Regions from separate parts of the Rattus norvegicus genome. Here region 2 is linked to region 1. A link is a contact called in public Hi-C data. All regions are on one chromosome and are shown on one strand. Each heading gives the region's core, a stretch centred on a gene start, on an enhancer-like site or on the middle of the called end of the contact. The rest is flanking DNA. Distances are from core to core; before and after follow the strand shown. Region 1 has its middle 13 kb from the start of Unc5a. Region 2 has its middle 77 kb from the start of Unc5a.

Region 1 (2,700 bases), core at 178-2,677:
CCTTGTGACAGGCTGCAGGGTGAGACACACAGGGGGCTGTCACTTGTCTCTCACATCCATCTATGCACACAAACATGTACGAGCACATGGGCACACATGAACACACACCAGCACATGAAAGCATATGTGTGTATACATGCATGCATGCATACTCACAAAGGAATACATGCATGAACACACATGTGCACACATGAAGGCATGCGCATATATGTGTGTGCACACATAAAAGCATATGAGAAGGCACATATATCCACACACAGATACAAGTAAATGAATGCATATAATCATTCACCAACACATGTGTGCACACATGGATGTGTTCCCACACAAATGCACCCATGTGTGAGTGAGCACACATGCACAATCACCCAAATGCATGTAGGTGCATGTTAATAAGTATACATATACATGTGTACAAATGAATACATGTGGATGCGCATACATAGCTGTACCTGCATGCAAATGTGCCCATATACATACAGATACATAGGCCTCCAACTACATGCACATGTATGTACAAGTACACACACAAAGCATCCACAAACCTGTACATATATGCACACAAATTTATATACACATATAGTCACTCAGTCACACAAATACACATGTATGACAATGCACAATGAAAACATACAAGTGCTCATGCACATATGTGTACATTCATTGGCTCATATTTTGGCCTATACAAATATGCAAACACACAAGTGCAAACATGTATATGCATATACACATACATGAATAGTAATGCATGCCCACCCAGGCACATACCTCACACTTACCCATTTCAAATGCACACGCATCAACTAATGCATGCATACAAACTCACAAAGAATTACACACATGGACACACACATGCACACATGAATGCAGGCGCATATATATACACATAAATCTATACTATGCACATGTACAAATGTATACTAATTCATACATGCACACAGGTATATACATTCTACATGAGCACACACATATTCATGTGTCCACATACAGACATATTCACAGATGTACATACATGCACACACACACAAACACACAAATACACATACATGCACAAACACACATGCTTACACATATGTGCATGAAAAAACACATGCACACATATAAGACATACACATAGGCATAAATGCTCATAAATGTACATATGTGTGTATGCATACAACCACACGGCACACATATGTGAACATATCCTTGCATACCTCCATCCATATGCATGCTTCTATGCACACAAACATACATCCATACACATACAGGCCCCATGACCTTGACCAAGTCCCTCCGGACATTGAATTCCTCAGCTGCCCCCAGTTAAGTCTGTGCCTGCGTAACCCACAATGTCACTGTGAAGAACAAACGGAGGGCCAGCGACTAAACCCCTTTGGGAACAGGCAGAGATATAATTAGACACGTGCGTGGGCTGGAGAAATGCAAACTGTGAAGTGCTGTGAGGCCCAGAAGCTGCTTTTGCTGGGTTCTCGCGTGTGCATGCCTGGCCTCAGGAGAAGGAGGCAGGCTGAGTTTGTCTCTGAACCGCTGGCTCCAGCCAGGAGCATGTGACGGCTGAGAGACAGACACAGGAGAAGATAGAGCAAGACAGGAAGACAGACAAATAAACAGAGATAAAATAGCCTGCAAGGCGATGGCTCGCCTTATGGGAACAGACAAGGATGTGAGGCAGCCAGTTTCCTGCAGCTCTGGGCTTGCTTCTCCTCCAGAAGGTCCTTTCCAGGACTTCCTCTCCCTCCCTCCTTCTCACCACCTTTTGGCATGTACCTGTATGCATATGAGCTGTGGACGCATGCACACATGTGCCCTGGGGTTGGGTTGGGAGAAAGGATCTCCTTGGAGCACCGTCCTGGAGAGTGTGGCTCCCGTACCTCTGTGGAGACAGTGGTTCCAAAGATTGCTAATCCCTGGGGACGACTCAGTTCGTGGAAGCTGTTGTGAGCACGGGAAGCCACAGTGTCCATGCGAGCCTGCCTCTGCGTACTTTCCGAGGTGCTCAAAGCTGCTCACGGGCATCTGCAGGTGAGCAGCCAGCTCAGGGGCACAGGGTGGACTCTTGGTACCTGCTACGCATCCTCCCACATCCACCAGATGGTTCTTTATGGAGGGAACGATCCATCTGTCTCTGCCCCATCTGCTGCCCCCTTCCATGGCTTTCCCTGCACCTGTAATAAAATGTTAGCATGGCTTTCATGGGCCCACAGGCTTATTCCTTCCCAGTTTCCAACCTCACAAGCCACTGCTCCTCTCTCTCACCGTTCTTTTTTTTTTTTTTTTTTTGGTTCTTTTTTTCGGAGCCGGGGACCGAACCCAGGGCCTTGTGCTTCCTAGGTAAGCGCTCTACCACTGAGCTAAATCCCCAGCCCCTCTCTCACCGTTCTTCCACACCAGCCTGTGGTTCCTATGAGGTCCCACCACAGGCCCTTTGCACTTACAGTGATCTCTGCCAACGACACCCAGCTACAGCTCCATTTGAGTTACCACCACCACCACCCCCAGTTATCATCATTACTAAGCAGCAGCAGCTAGACAGATATGTTAGGGTGTCAATCATTCTGCACCCCTGTGCTGGTTCCACATGACTCTGAAGGACTAACTCAGAACTCTGGAGATCTGGACCCTGACCGCAGACACCTCTCAAATTCCATCCCTCATCCCCTCCCACCAGCTCCACATGATCCACCAAAGCCCAGGCTC
Region 2 (2,700 bases), core at 32-2,531, 65 kb before region 1:
ACAATGAGTATCAAGAGAGAACACAGGGCACGGGGCTTGAGGTTTTGCGGGGTCTCCTGTCAGAAGGAAGGGCAGTAGGACTCTGTCACCATACATGCCGCTGTGTCTCTTGATCTGGGGAGATGTGAACGGATGAACTTTAACCCCAGACAGAGAATCAGTGACAGACCAAAGAAATGACCCCGCCCAAGTGCAGCTTCGTGCAACGAGTTTACTGAGCTTACTCTTGAGTGCTTAGGGGACGGGAATTACAGGACAATCAGACTCGAACAACTGTTTTACCAAAAAGTCCCAACCCCAGCCAAATGAGTGGGAGGGGCCAACTCCGGCCAACGTACCGAGCGGGGGAGGGGGAGAGAGAGCGAGAGAGCGAGAGAGCAAGAGAGAGAGAGAGAGAGAGAGAGAACCTGCAGCTCCGACGGGGCTACACTTAGCTGGGGGTGGGAGAGTGCCTAGACTCTGCTGAGGGTCCCATAGCCCCTTGCCCTCTGAGAAGCAGCTCGCAAAGGTCTGCAGGTCACCAGAGTAGCTCTGACGTCCTGTGACAATAGCTGGGTCACATCCGGACCGAGTTTCGCATTTGGTATACTTTAATAAAGATATTTTGCAAGGGCAGACAAAAGCTTCCAAACAAGTCTGCCTCTTGTGCTGGGGATGTGGATGACTCGGGCAGAGTGACAAAGAGCGTTTTCTCCATTTACCTTTTAATCTCCCTTTGCCCTTGGACGGACGTGATCGTATTACCTAGTAGAGGGAAAAATCCACACCCGCACACAACGGAGCAAACAAAAGTAAATGAAAATAGAGGTGTACACAGATGTGACCAAAATTCTGAAAATGGCGGCTGCTGACTGCCTCCAGCCCTCTGTGAGGTCTCAGTAGTCTTTTGTGCGGGGAGAGAGTCTCTCTCCCTCCACCCCACCCTCCGCAGGAGCCAACAATGTGGAGCAGTGGGGAGTTTGGCTGTGCGAGCCGGTCCTCCTGGAGCTGCTAAGCCCAACCTTGTCCCCTTCAAGTTCACAGAGCCACGTGGGTGGGGAAAGGGGGGGGCATTGGAGCTCCTTGATGCTGCCTCCCCACATAAAGAGAAGCCTCCAGGGGCCCAGCTGAGGAGCTGCTGGTGGCAGGCCATCTTCCAGTTTCTATACCCATCCAGTCACCCACGGATCACTTGGGGACTGCTTCCCACCCGCATGGCCCCGGGGTGGGAGCAGCCAATCCCATTGTCGCGGCCCAGGCACCTGTGGAAGCTGGGCTGGGCACACACAATCAAAACCTCCCCTCTGCAGGCAGCGGGGACCGCTCAGCTCTGGAGAGCGAGGAGCAGGGACTGGGGAGGGCTGCGCTCTCCCTTTTGTCTCCAACTGCCTTTGTTCGTGAATAAACACTCTTCGGCCTCCTCCCCACCACCTGAAAGCCGCTTCTGCTGGCGAGAGAAATCGTGTACCATCTCTGCTTTAGATGTTAAAAAAAAAAAAAATCTGAAATTGCTTGGAGACTGGCGGCGGCGGGCGGGAGGCTGGGCGAGGCTGGGGCGGGGATCCGGGCTGTAATTGCGGGTCATCTATCTGTTCCTGCTCCTGCCTTTGCCGGCGGCGCCTGCTCACAAGCAAGCTAGCAGGCGGGAGCGGCAAGGACCCCGCCATTCCTCCTTTCCTTACTGTTCCTCAGCAGCGGTAAAATCTTTTCCTAAAACCGCCCTTTATAGTCACGTGCAGGAGACATTCTGAGCTGCTCGGGGCCAGAAGCTCCAGTTGATAATGCTTGGTGTGGGTCCCAGCAGATACCGGGTAGGGGTAAAAGGGGGCACAGTGAAACTCTGACACCTTAGAGGACGTTAGAACTGCAGCTAAGGGAGATGTCTATTGTTTTCCCTGCACTGGCCTCCTCCCAGAGGCCATAGGTCCTGTGTCAGCCCGAGCCTTCCTGCACTCATGGGGGGTAGCTCGCTAGCATCATTCCAGTTGAGGTCCACCTGACCTCAAGCACTTAACATCTGAAGGAATTCGATGAAGGTAAGATGTGTTGGGGGCAATGTGACATTGGACTGACCTACCCAGTTCTAGGAGGAGATGCTCCCCCTACTCATGCACGCAGCCCCAAAGGTGTCTAAGAAGACTAGAACACCTGAACAGAGAATAAGTCAGATGTGAGGCAGAGAAGGCCACAGGTGACCAAACTCCGCCATCTTCTTGCCAGGGAATATGATAGCTCTTTGCAAACTCCTTGTGGTGGCACACCTCCCTAAGAGCCAGCTAGCTCCCTTCCTGAACAGGGGTGGCCTCACCAGTGGCCACAATCACCGGAGAAACTTGTCGTTCACACAAGATGTGCCAAGCATGGCCTGAACACTACGCGGAAGGCGTGGCTTGCTTCTCCCATCTCCGTGCTTATGGAGGGTGGAGGACGGGGGAGCTGCGTCAACGCCACCTGGCTGTAAGGACAGTCTGGTCTTCTGTCTGCAGGGCTGTGGGATGGAACCCTGATGGTCTTCCTGTGCTTACCCTCTCCAGTGCCCCTAGCCGAGACAGCCAGCTGAGAGGAAGCCAGGGAGCCCTGGTCCACCCTGAGGTTGTGGTCTACGGCTGGAGGGGGATGACACTCTGAGGACTGTGAGGAGGATGAGCAGGCACAATGGGAGCTGTCTCCTCACCTCCTGTGGGACTCCATCAGCCCGGCCGTGATCCCCCAGCTGCCTGT

The links. A called contact is a pair of places that touch in the nucleus more often than the background predicts.
Region 2: a Hi-C map of frontal cortex shows a contact between it and region 1, with 1.6 times the contacts expected there. The contact joins two enhancer-like sites. A contact is called at or near these places in 2 of 12 Hi-C or Micro-C datasets (frontal cortex and prefrontal cortex).

Annotation. Positions count from the first base shown.
Region 1 is chr17:9,687,013-9,689,712 of GRCr8, reverse strand. No RefSeq gene overlaps it. Among named protein-coding and RNA genes, the nearest start is that of Unc5a, 13 kb to the right of the region's middle. Within about 2 kb of position 1,427, at least 10 of the 93 cell types and tissues checked have an H3K27ac peak or open chromatin away from gene starts, as enhancers often do.
Region 2 is chr17:9,751,697-9,754,396 of GRCr8, reverse strand. No RefSeq gene overlaps it. Among named protein-coding and RNA genes, the nearest start is that of Unc5a, 77 kb to the right of the region's middle. Within about 2 kb of position 1,281, at least 19 of the 93 cell types and tissues checked have an H3K27ac peak or open chromatin away from gene starts, as enhancers often do.